Regions from separate parts of the Gossypium arboreum genome. Here region 1 is linked to region 2. Evidence: chromatin contacts called from public Hi-C data. All regions are on one chromosome and are shown on one strand. The core of a region is the stretch at or near the end of the contact, and the rest is flanking DNA. Distances in the headings are between cores, read along the strand shown. Region 1 holds the start of LOC108450474 (psbP-like protein 1, chloroplastic). Region 2 holds the start of LOC108450422 (60S ribosomal protein L35-like).

Region 1 (7,156 bases), core at 1,875-4,374, 630 kb before region 2:
ATTTTTAAAATATACATATATTTTATTTAATTTGCAACAATTTTAATAAATAAATATAAAATTGATATATACAACTTAACCTCGAACGGAATAAAAAATTAATATAATATATATGGGTTACTTTTAGGGTTTTTCTTATATATATTCTTGAAAAAACGAATATATTTATTGGTTGCATGCATAATTCTAAATTAATTGTTTGTAAGAGAAAAAACCCCAAAAAGGGGAATCAAGGTAGAATTTACATGAACTAGCAAAATTTTATTATCTAATTTGACGACCAATAAAGCTATCTATATTAGATTACAGTACACGCAGATAAAAATAATTATATAAAAACTAATTACTAAAAATTATGTAACACCAAATGAAGTTTTTATTAAAATAGTAAACTTAAATTTTTATAAATAATAGTGTCATAAGTTTAAATATCATTTTGTGTATGTTTTCATTTATTTATATATAAATACAAAAAAACAATTGTAATCATATAATTTATTTTAAAAATATAATTTATTTTAATTATTTTTCAATTGAGTTGATACTTAATTATATCAAACTAAAATTTTAGCTATAGTTTAAGAGTTAAATTAATTATTAATCCTTATGCTACATACCATGTTTTCATATTTTTAAAGAATAACGAAAATTAATGAAAGAATTATTAAAATGTTGCAATTTGGTAACGTGAATTATCATAATGTAATTTTTTATATTTAGATAGCAAACACCTAAACTTAAATCATTTGTGTAGTTTAAAGAAAATGTTAATATATACTAGAGTTTCTATCACACGCATATGCGTGTGGAAATCATAAATTTAGAACATAAATGTGTGTTTGAAAATAACATATAATAAATAATGAAATGTGTGGTTTGAAACAAATTAATAATAAAATATTAAATATTTACGTTATTAAAAAGAAAAAATTAGATTAATTTGTTTATCATAATGTTGTCATCAATCTTGAGTTGGTATCGAGTTAACTAGTTACACCAACTCAATCAAATATATTATTAATATATACAACTGATTGAAATAATATAGTGTGTATAATAAGATTAAAATATATTAAAATATTAAAATAAAGCTTTAATTGAGTGGTAAATTCAAATTTTTACTAAAACTATTATCATGAGGTTCAAATCTTATCAGATGCATATTTTTTTTAAAAGTTAAAAATACTAAAATATCCTCGAATAATATTACTTATTTTAATTAAAGAATGACATTCATGTAATTTCCTAACCAATTAGTGCCTGGTTGACTCGTGACATCAACTCAGTCATGGGTTTAAATAATAGTATATATATGGAGGTACTTGAAGTTAGCAACTTGTACCCACTTTATACATTTTCTTTATGGACCTAATTGATACTTAAACTTAGAAACCACAACCCAACCTGGTACTTTTTTTAGGTATCTGATTAACATGATTAAAATACGCTCATGTGGCGTTAATAACCAATAACATGGTGATTCGTGGTAGCCTCACATTTTGACACTTGAGAAAATAAAATATTTAAAATTTATAAAATAAATTATATTTTTACATATGGGGAATAAAGTTGGACAATTGATTGTCTAGGTTCATTCACATATGGACAAACATTTGTCAAATTTCATTCTAGACATAATTCTTTTAATATTTTTATATATTTTAACTTTCCATTACATATTATATTTTTATATTATTATTTTGATATTTACAATATATAAAATCTAAAAAAACTAAATATATATAAACTTGTAAAAATATTAGAAATATTTTTCACACTAGAATGAACCTAGACAATAAGTTGTCTAAATTCATTTCAAACATGTTTTTGAGTACTTGTATATATTTTTATTTTCATAAAATATTATATTTGTATATCATTATGAAATTAAAACATATATAACATCTTATGTTTATAAAATATATTATTTCACATAAAATTTATAAAAATAAAAATATATTAGATTTTATAAAATATATTTTTCCAAATATATAAAAATATATATAATTTATATAAAATAAAAATATAAAAATGTATAAAATGTAAAATATTATAAAATATCAGATTTTATTTATTTTAATTTAATAATATAAAAATATGTTCATAATATGAAATATTAAAATAAATAAAATTACTCAAAAAACATGTCTAGAATGCATTCGGTTGTCCATATGCAAATGTATTTAGATAAACTGTATCCATATTCATTCTAGTGCCAAAAATATTTTTAATATTTTTGTAAATTTATAAATTTTAATTTTTTAGATTTTATATGTTTTAAATTTCAAAATAATAATAAAATATAAAAAATCTGATATGTTATAAAAATAATATATATATATACATATAAATACTAAAAGCTATTCTAAAATGAATAAAAATTTAAACGCCTAAAATGAAATATTGCCACGTATTACCATGCTATTAATTATCAAGTACACGTTAATATATTTTAAGAATGTTAATTAAGTGCTTATAAAATATCAAATTAATTTACTATTTTCAATTTTAAGCACCAAGGACTCCTTTTAATCCCAACTCACCCTAACGGGTATATACCCCTTTATGCTAACCAAGTCACATTTGGGAAACAATTCACACCATCAATGTCTCGCGGCTTGAATATTTTCTAGTGAAGGGCCGATTTACTTTAAACCTCCCTCCCAGCTAATAAAATTATAACAATCCCAAAAACCACTTAAATATTTTCCATAATATATTTTAATAAAGTAATAATAGAATTTTGATATTATGAATCATTCTTTAACATAAATATAATTTTAATAAATTTTAAGTATTTTAATATATTCACATTTTAATTTAATATCTTTAATAATTATTTAAATTTTAATTTTACTATCTTTTTAATTTTATATTTAAACGCATATCACATCATTAATTTTAATCTCAATTATTAAAATAACTAATCTTATCCTCAAAGCTATTTCTAATATCAAGTTTACGGTGCAAGGAAGCTCAAGTCTGAAAATTTTTTGTACAGAAAATGGTTACAACTTAGCAAGATATCTTAAAATGAAAAGAAAATTAATAAGAGAGAAGGTGAGTCGAATCCAAATCCAACAAACCAAAATCTAGTAGACTTCAAAAGGGCTTATATACGTGTGACATGAAAAGCCACTTGCACGCTTTCTCAATGGATAACAACCAAAGATGAACAAATCTCCACCACAGAACCATCAATGAAGATTTCTACTTTTTTTTTCTTCACTAGTTCATATGAACTGAAACACAAAATATTAAACAATGGCAGCTTTGCAGAATTCTATGCCATCCCTTCATCATACATTGTTCACTAATTCCTCTCCCCAGGTTTCTTTTCTCATCAACATTGGCAGTCTATTTTGTTCTACAGCTTTGGGTCTTTTCTATTTTTTTTCTTTATGATTGGATTTTGCTCCTTCCATTCGTTAAACAGAGAGGGTTGCAGAAGCTTTCTCATGGAGCATTTCTTTGCTGTAAAACAAGTGTTTCTCTTCATGTCCGGGGTGAACATTTATCATCTCCACCTGCTGCTTCTTCTAGCTCTTCTCAGTTTCAAGGTGAATTTAATTTCTTCTTCTTCTTCTTCTTTTAATTTATTTTTCTTAATCCAGTAATTGTAAATTCTGGCATAGGGATTAGAGGTATTTGTGGAGATTTTATACAGCATTTCTTTATTATTTTTTTCTATATATATTAATGCTTATATTGTATTTCTTTTTTCTTTTCTTAATTTTCAGATAGTTGTGGGAGACGCCGAATGATTGCTGTTGGCATCACTGCTCCTTTGGTTTCAATTGTCGACCGAACTCCTATTGCATGTATGTGTATTAGATCCAATGTTATTATCCCATCCAATGTTTTTGGATCTAATTAAAATCAAGTCAACTTGCTTCTTTGAATAAAATTTCCTGATATGCTAAGAGGACACATTCATATGGTTCAGTTGCTGCAGAAACTAAGAAGGGATTTCTTCCAGTCACTGACAAGAAAGATGGATACACATTTCTCTATCCATTTGGGTGGCAGGTAAACTTTGTGCATTTAATTACCTCTATTCTATGGTACTCAGATTCGAGAGTGAGTATTATAAACAGTTGTGTCTCCGATTTAGAGTAACATAGTAATTTACGGATTCAATTTAATGAAAATTAGAATTGATAGTAACTAGTCTCACTTGCAAGTGTGTAGGAAGTAGTTATTGAAGGTCAAGACAAGGTGTTCAAAGATGTTATTGAGCCATTAGAAAGCGTTAGTGTGAATATGATACCAACCAGCAAACAAGATATTCGAGATTTCGGATCTCCACAAGAGGTTTGCCATGGATTGTCTATATTATATATCATCATATTGAGAACATAAAAAAAAAGAGTGAGATCTTAGTTCTCACGATAAATTCTCACAGGTTGCTGAAACACTAATCAAGAAAGTTTTGGCTCCTCCAACTCAGAAAACAAAGCTAATTCAGGCAGGAGAGGTTTGTTTCCTGCATTTTTGCTTGATTCAAAGATGGATTTGTTACCCTTTATTTTATTGTACTGCCTTTATTATTTTTGACTATATTGCTCTGATTCTTCATTCTTTAAAGTATTCATGTTCAACACTTGGTTCTGACGATGCATATCCAGACATGGATACAAGGCCTCATACATGAAAACACATCCTATGATAGTGTTTATATTTTCCTGGAATGCAGCCCTACTTTTATCTGGACAAGTTTCTCAACTAGTTCATCTAATTACCCTCTTGTAGTGTTCCAGGGATTGTTATGATATGTTGTTTGGACCTGCATGTTTAGGTGTCGATCATATTAAGATGGTTTAACAATAAGCGTATTTATGATGTGCTCATGTTATTTTCACATTTTACAATCATGTTTGATGCATCGATATAAACTTTGACAAAACATAAGATTTGAATGGATTGATGTGTTCATGTTGTGTCATCTTATAGTTATTTTCATGTAATGAATTAATGTTCTGTCTAATTAGCTGATCCATTCGTATCATTTATAGTATATGGAATTGCTAAATAGACTTTCAGCTTTTGAATGTCAAATACTCTCCTAATTTATGTTACTCTAACTCTTCATTTTTCTTGAAATATCTGTATTATATATTTTTGGACATAGCTACGAGGATATGATCATCCAACACCCTTAAAATACAGGGAAAGGATTGTATGAAACAGTGACGCCACGTCATCTGTATCCATTTCCAATAATTTTATGCCACATCAGTACTCTTATCCTGAATTTCAGAATTTTATCCTGAAAAAAATCAAATCCAAATTAAAATACTAAAATTCAGAATAAAATATTGAAATTCAAGATAAAAATACTGATGTGGCATAAAACTATTGGGATGGGATACAGATGACGTGGCGTCACTGTTTCATACAATCTTTTCTCTAAAATACATGAGAAGTGAGAAGGGATTGTATGAAACTGTGATTCCACGTCATCCTTATCCCTTTCCAATAGAATAATGACAAATCAGATTTTTCCTCTTTATTTTCAGCTTTTTTAGTTGGATTTGAATTTTTTCAAGAGAAAAAAGTTGAAAATAAGAAGAAAATCTGATTTGTCATTCTTCTATTAGAAAATGAATGAGGATGACGTGGAATCACAGTTTCATATAATCTCTTCTCAAAATACATAGATAAACTTAGGTAAAGCTGAGCCCACTAGTTTCACACATACTTGTATCCAACACTCACACCCAAGCCCAAGCAGCATTGACCGTAGTCATATAGATATTAATATTCTGTTTGACAAATTAGAATTTGTATGAAAACATTATGGACTGACGTGTTTTGTACATATCTTACAGCATGATGTAGATGGAAAAACTTATTATACATTCGAGTTTGTCACTCAAGCTCCAAACTACACTCGGCATGCTCTCACTGCAGTTTCTATTGGAAATGGTATGTATGTTCTATATATATGCATGGTTACTATGTTATTCCATCTCTTCATTTTTCTTAAAATATCGTTTCCAACAGTTGTGTTGGATACAATTTTGGACACGGTTACGAGGATATTTTCCTCCAAAGGCTTAGATAAAATTGACAAACACTTGTTTGACACATACTTCTAACCCACACTCACACCTAAGTCTGAGTAACATATCATAGTTATGAAATTTGCTTATAGCATCCATAAATTGTCTTATTGTTTAATTTGTTCTCATTGGCAAAAAATAAAAAATAAAAGTTCGTAATTTTATATGAATACTTTAAGCACATGGAAAGTACTCTTTGTTCATTAAGTCTAGAACTTAGCTCATTTAGTTTATGCAGTTATTTATAGGAGTTAGTATTTAGCTGGTTTTGGGTTTGAATCTTATCATGTGCCACCCATCCATGGCTTCAAATTATAGACTTGTAACCCTGAGACTAGCTTAATTGATTCAAGTAGGCATTTTAAGAAACGATGTTTAAAAACAATTTTGATATTCGAATGCCAGCATCTGCAATCCTTTTTATCCCAAACCACAACTTCTTTGGTACCAAAGAAACAAAAATGGTAAAACATAAGAGACTACGACTACTTTCAATCCATTAGAGCTAGAGATTTGGAATCTGGGATTGTCAAATGCCCGAGTGAATTTGTGTCCACGAGAGTAAATGAAGTCTTGATCTTTGTACATCATTTTCATACTTTTGTTTATTCCATCATTTTCCTATGAACAATCAATCGATTGCATAATGTTCTCTTGTCTTCTTTTATGACATGTTTTCTCAGGTAAATTTTATACATTGACAACCGGAGCAAATGAGAGAAGGTGGGATAAGATGAAAGAGAGACTACTCACTGTGGTGGACTCTTTTAAGATATTCAATGTTTGAAGCATGATTGTGCAAAACTTTAAAAACAATCATATTAGGAAGAACAACATATATATACTTCTTGATTGAGAGCATTGTGCATTTTTCCGGAATTGTATAAAGTCCCAGTTTAATCTATTTCTTCACTCTTTTCTTTTCTTTTTCCATTATTTTCCTCCCCAACTCATTAATCATGTAAGTCAAGATTTTGGTTGTGTCAGATAGGTGGTTATTGTGCATCTATATCAGCATTTGAAATCTAAATCATATTTTCCTCTTATAAAGTAAAAATGATTTAATTACTTAACATTTCACCGTATGACTT
Region 2 (6,916 bases), core at 1,124-3,623:
AATGCTTGATGAGCAACCCTCAAACCCATCCAATCCTGTTTCAACACCTGTTTCTAATGTGGTTGGTGGTGCAACAACTGGTCCCAATCCTGTAAACCCTGACCCTGACCACCACACGCTGACCTTCTTCATGCATGACATCCTAGGTGGGTCAAACCCCACTGCACTAGCAATCACCGGCATTGTCAACAACCCTGCAGTCAATGGTCAGCTCCCATTTACCAAACCAAATGGTGGCAACCTCCCACTCAACAATGGCATTTACCAAAACACTGGGAACACCGGCATTCTAAACAACAATAACCTCCCATTGCTCACTGGTCTCGGTGGCAACACTCAAGCTTTAAACAATGGCAATAACTTAAACAATGGGGCTTCCAACTTCCCTGTCCTAACTGGGGGCCAACTTCCTTCAGGGTCGGCACTGCAAAAGCTCATGTTCGGAACCATGACGGTCATGGACGACGAGCTGACTGTCGGACATGAGCTAGGGTCTGGGCTCCTAGGCAAGGCACAAGGGTTCTATGTTGCTAGCTCAATCGATGGGAACAGTCAAACCATGGCATTTACGGCCATGTTCGAGAGTGGACACTACGCTGACACCCTTAGCTTCTTTGGGGTTCATCGGGTCGGTGTATCGGAGTCTCATTTGGCCATCATGGTGGCACTGGGAAATATGTTAATGCAAAAGGTTTCGCCATTGTTAAGACCATACCAGCAAGCAATCAACAGCAGGAGACTGATGGCTTTGAGACAGTGCTGAGTTTACTGTTTATATTACCTATTAGATCTGATTTGAGAGTCAAAATTCAAAGATTTCTGATTTTTTTAATAAAAATTGTGAAATTTTATGTGATTTATTTGGAAAATTATACTGTGTTATGAATCTAACAAAAAAATGAAAAATTTAGAATTTGTTGCGTAAATTTTGAGTTGATTTATCCGGTTAAATGAATATGTAACAACCGAATTAACCAATAAAAAATCTGATTGAATTATTAAAAATTTCTTACAAAAATTTATAATGTAAAATTTAATTGGCTTAATCACAAATTTGGTCACTAATATTTACATGCTTTGTCAAAATGACCTTAATTGTATTTTCAGTCTTTTTTGCTATAAACCTTTGTTTTTTTTTCAAATTACGTTTTTTAATAGATTTGATGAAATTACCATTAAGAATTTAATGGGATGATGTGAAATTTTATATGTGAAATATTTTAATAGAATGTAATCTATATCGAAAATATTGAATGTGTGCATTCATTTTGAAACCTTTTTTTAGATAATTACGTTTATTTTCTTTAAGTTAAAAGTTATTTTTTAACTTCATGAATTATTTATTTATTTTATAATTTTTACATGTAATTATTTTATCGGGTTACCTAAATAATAGATTATATCTCATTAAAATATTTCACATATGAAATTCCACATTACCCGTTAATTTTTTAATGATACTTTCATCAAATCATTGAAAAATAAAAGCAATTTGAAATAAAGAATAAATGTTGATGACCAAAAAAGGCTAAAAAATACAATTAAAGTCATTTTGGCAAAACATGAAAAACATTAGTAGTTAAATTTACCATTAACCCAATTTAATTTTCAACTTTTCCTTAAATATTGTAAATAGAGTTAAAAGCTTTTTTTTTTAAGGATGGGTGAAGGGATCCTATTTCGGGAGTTGCATCGACAACTGTTGTGGCTAGAGAAGAACTTGGTATGTGGCGTGGAGGAGTTGGGAGAAACATTGATAGATGCAATGTTGGGCAGGTTAAACTTTGGACTATTTATGATGGACTTCTTATAACGTGGGATGCTAATTGGGTTAATATTCTGGTCGAAACAAATTGTTGTCAAACTGTGGAAGCCATTTTAGATAGGTCTTGTAGGTAATTGTACCGACCGGGACCTAACCTTGAGAATTCAAGAGATTTGTAGGAGGCAATGGAAGGTGGTCATTAAGAAGATTCCAAGAGAAATTAATAGAGCTGCTTATACGTTGGCTGGGATTATGAAAGCTTTCTCTTATGATCCAATAGTCTTTTAGGAACCTCCGGAAATAATCATGAAACATCAGCGGATAGATGCTTGGTTTTTACATGATGTTACTAGAATAATATTGTAATTATTGTTGGGTTGTTTAAAGATTTTAATCCAACTCTTTTTTAAATATTTATTGTCAAATTTAACTCTTTTTATAATATTGATGACTAAATTAAAAAATATATAAATATTAAAAAAAACTAAATTTTAGAGAAATTATAAAAATCGATTTGTGGAGAAGCTATACTCATTCCTCATTAGACTTTATCCAAACAGGCCCAAGTTTAGAAGCCCATATAATATTATAGCCCAATAAACTACAATAAAATAAACCAATTTTAACCCAATTCTTTAGAACCCTAGTCTCCTTTTAATATTAGGGTTTCATCATACTTTAAGAAAGACAGAGAGAAGCCGGCATTGCACTCACTTCTGAAGAGCAGCGGAAGAAGCAATGGGTAACTCTTCAAATACCTTTAAAATGTTCATATTTTTCTTACATTTCCTAAAATGAAACATGGATTTTTCATGTGTTTTAATCTTTGTTTCATGTTATTGTTTGTAAATCGCTTAAAAAAAACAGCGAGAATCAAGGTCCATGAGTTGAGACAGAAATCAAAAACTGAGCTTTTGGCTCAGTTGAAAGATCTCAAAGCTGAGCTCGCTCTTCTTCGTGTTGCCAAAGTTACCGGTGGTGCACCTAACAAGCTTTCCAAGATGTAATTTTCTCTCTCTGTATTGTTCTTTTTTAATCTGTTGTATGTGTTAGCTATGGATCGTAAGTTGAGGGTTAATTGGGTATATGCAAATGGAACTTGATTTCCTAGTTTATTTGGAGAAATGGGTATTCATTTGTTTCTAACAAAGGATTTTCTTGTTCGATTGGTACTTTCTTATATTGTTTTTGCTATGTAGTGAAAGTGAATTGCTGGTATCTCTGGAACAAAGTTTCCCTTCTGTATAGTTGTTAAAATGTGTTGTGATAAATAAAACGTTAAAACATTTAAGAAATTGGTTTTCATTAAGAAGCTTAATAATTTCGCTTTTATGTATGGAACAATATGTTTGAATTTATATTTATTTTAGCCATATGCCATTTTTTCTCCCTCGAATTATATCATTTGGTGACTATATGAGAAGCGAAAAGCAAAGTAGCGATATTGATTCCGATATCATTTGATTGGCAAGTTCAGCTTTTAAAGAGCTAGTTAGGCTAACGTATATGTTGGTTTTGAAACTGTACACTTTGGAGTGCATTGTATATGAGTTTCATTTTTGACTTGTTCAATATTTTGTTAGACCTTGTTGATTTGGCATGTTCCGGTTCCGGATTCATTGGCTTTGGCATGTTATTTTGATTCTTCTGTTTGTATGAATGCAGAAAGGTGGTGAGGTTGTCAATTGCTCAGGTGTTGACAGTGATCTCACAGAAGCAGAAGGCTGCACTGAGGGAGGCATATAAGAAGAAGAAGTTCTTGCCCCTTGATCTCCGTCCAAAGAAGACCAGAGCCATCAGGAGAAGGCTTACCAAGCATCAGGTACAGACATTCTTTTGATTATGCGAATATGCTTTTATTATAGCTTTTGTTGAATAAGTATTTTTTACTAAAATCCTAGTGTGAGTGTCGGGTTAAGTTCACATACCCATGTCTGAAGATGTGCTTGTTATAGGTGTCAGACATGAGTACATTAAGAAAATGAAAAGTCGGAAATCAGAATAACATAAAATCGTGCCATTTCAGCTGCCATGCAGCTTCCATCCATCTTGAATGCATAGAACTATCTGAAACATGTATTCGGGTTTAGTTTGCTTGCTATTTGTATAGCTTGTTTGGTTGTATCTGAATATCGATTTGTTTGCTTGCCCTAGGCATCGGTGAAGACAGAACGTGAAAAGAAGAAGGAAATGTACTTCCCCATGAGGAAGTATGCCATTAAGGTGTAGGATAAGATATTTGAGATTCTATTTTGAAATCCGTTTGTGTTTACTTATTTGTGAAAACCCGAGCCGTGATTTTGTTTGGTTTTTATGTTTTTGAACATTTTCCCATATGTCAAATCTAGATTTTAATCTTTTTGATGGAAGTGGTAATTAAATGAGGGACATTCTGCTTAAGAATGAAATTTAGATGGAGGTTAGAAATGAAATCCATTTATCTTTGTTTTGAAACATCTCACTAGTGTCATGCTGGGATCTTTGCTGGTCAATGCCATATTTAGGAACTTCTCCTCGGCATTCCCTGAGGTCGCTTCAGTCATGATTTTATACCCCTCCTAATTGATGTCAACGATGAAGATGGCAATGTCAATTGTTATTAAGGCGAATCTTGAGTGAGAATTTAAATGGCGATGGAATACTTTTATGGGTTGGAATGTAGTCGAGTTCAAGCTCAAGCGATAATTAACCCAATTTAGTCGTTGGATTATAAAATTTTTTCCATTTAAGGCATTTAAAAATAAACAGTTTGCAATTTGGGCACTTATGTTACATATAGTTTGTTGATTTTTGTCACTTCTAATTTGACATGTGGATCAATCATTGGATGTCATATGGTAATCTCTTTCTAAATTTTAAAATTTTATTTTATGTTCTCAAGTTATCCTTAATAATTGCTTAAGAAATTTAATTTTTTTTGATTGTATAATCTTGAATGGAAAAATCTTTTTAATTAATTAAATTAGTTGCATGTTTTTGTTTGGATAAAGAAGTGATGAAAAGAATTATGAGTTTTGTTTGGCATGACCGACAAAATTAAATAATTTAATCAATTTTAATGATTTTTTTTTGTTTTTAACTTAGTATGGAAGATTTAAGATTATATAATCAAAAGAAATTTGTGTTTTGTAGAAATTATTAAAGATAAGTTATTTGAGTTGATTTTAATTTGAAAATATAAAATAAAATTTAAAATTTTAAAAGAAGATTAAATTAATTAATTAATTTTAATATTATAATAATAAATCGGCTGACATTATAAAGGGATAATTTTTTAATAATGAAAAAAATTAGAACTTCCGGATAGGGTAAACACGCACAAGTTGACAATTTTTAATTCATTATTTTAAATTCTATTATTTTTCAATTCAATTCTTAATATATTTTTACCTCAATCAATATTTAAAAAAATATTTTTTTTGAGTTGTCAAAATGAAAGCGATGTAAAAATTAGGTGAGCAAAATGAAAGTATAAATGTGATTTGATGTGTACAATTAACCACTATTAAAGATTTAATAATTAGGTGACAAATGAAAGTGTCTTAAAAATTAGGTAACAAAATTATAAGGATTCACTCAAAATGAAAACGATATAAAAATTAGATAACGATTTATCCTTAATTTTAATTAGATCTAAATCAAATTTACAGTATTTATTAAAAATCCTTCTATTTTATTTTTTCTCAGACAACTTGGGATGCATTAATGATGCATAGAGTTGATATGCAAATAGGGCAACAAATTTAAACTATTTTTTTGTCATTTTCATCGTGTTTTAACTTTTTCATATAGTGTTTTTATCATAATTTATCATAATTACTGGAGAATAAATTTTAAATTTATTTACATAAGATATAAAAATAATTAATATTTTACATTATAATGATTTAATATAATTAAAATTATATTTATTTATAATTAATTCTTTAAACCCAGGCATAGTGAAGTAATAAAATGTCGTATATTTTAGACAATAAAACAAAATCTTTCAAATTTGATGATCATGGAACCTAATTAAAAAATTAAATTGATTGATTTAAGAATATGTATAGATCAATTGAATTAGATGATTAAACCGGTTAAATTAAATTATTTATTTTAAATATTTTTATGATTTATTTAATTAAATTAAATAGATTAATTAAAACGAAAAACTAGTGCCGTTTAACTACTGATACTTGCTAAAACTATCCTGCTAAAGTCTACCATTGCACCCTGCTTCTATCAAAGTAGTCGATTGAGGACAGAAGGAATGGAATCCATGCAGCTTGACCTCCAAGCTAAACCTTCAAGTAAAGATTTATATGTTGAGGTATGTGTTTTTTAAGTTTCAAGAAATAAAAAAAAGGAAATTATTATAATAACTGAATTAAATAATTAATTCAACAATTAATTAATTAATTAAGAAAAAAACTCACATATTTAGGTAAGGTGAAACCCGAACTTAGGACTTTAGTTTTTAGGGTTTAGTCTTACTATTGAATGAAAATCTCATTAACATGATTTTTTTATCCATTGAGTTTTATATTAAATACTGGAGAGCGTATAAAAGTATCAACTTTGATCCTTCGTAACTCACATTTTTCTTTTAACTCTAATTACACCGTAAATAGTCAGAACCATCTTATTTAGAAGAAAAGTGTTAAAAAAAAACAACAACAACAATCTCACCGTGATTAATTAGCTATACATTTAAAAATGAAAATAAATTTCACAGACAAGACTCGGAGGCAGAAGGCAGTCTAACATTACCCACACAATAGAGATTTGAAAGTTAAAAAACATTGGGAAAAATAGAGCAGAAAATGAGAGCCGCAAATTCTTACTCGACCAACATTAGTCAAGTCTTAGCATTGTCCAAATGCCATCATCTTTGGCTTACGTTTCAACGCTGTTGTTCCTTTGAAAGTTTCAAACCATTATCATCAAAAGTCAACCACATCTTGAGGCTCTTATCAGCTGATAACCTCTTAATATTGTATTTATGTTGGGTTTTTATTTTACTTCAATTTTCCAAAAATTGTTTTTTTTAATGATTGAATAATTTTCTGAAAAAAATATATATAAATGGGAGTAAACGAATTATAAAACCAATAGCTTTGGACCAGAAACTCAACTATTGTTGTTTCTTACTGACCTTGGATTCCTTTT

What was found. A called contact is a pair of places that touch in the nucleus more often than the background predicts.
Region 1: a Hi-C map of leaf shows a contact between it and region 2, with 4 times the contacts expected there. The contact joins the promoter of LOC108450474 here to the promoter of LOC108450422 in region 2. A contact is called at or near these places in 2 of 5 Hi-C or Micro-C datasets (both in leaf).

What each region holds. Positions count from the first base shown.
Region 1 is chr5:38,036,324-38,043,479 of ASM2569848v2, reverse strand. It overlaps LOC108450474 (psbP-like protein 1, chloroplastic), which reads left to right and starts at 3,124. Exons shown (of 8, transcript XM_017748115.2): 1 at 3,124-3,330; 2 at 3,437-3,560; 3 at 3,741-3,821; 4 at 3,947-4,029; 5 at 4,192-4,314; 6 at 4,406-4,477; 7 at 5,832-5,928; 8 at 6,749-6,969. The coding sequence starts at 3,265. The coding sequence ends at 6,852.
Region 2 is chr5:37,401,966-37,408,881 of ASM2569848v2, reverse strand. It overlaps LOC108450422 (60S ribosomal protein L35-like), which reads left to right and starts at 2,373. Exons shown (of 4, transcript XM_017748041.2): 1 at 2,373-2,507; 2 at 2,633-2,768; 3 at 3,431-3,587; 4 at 3,920-4,219. The coding sequence starts at 2,504. The coding sequence ends at 3,994. It also overlaps the pseudogene LOC108452737.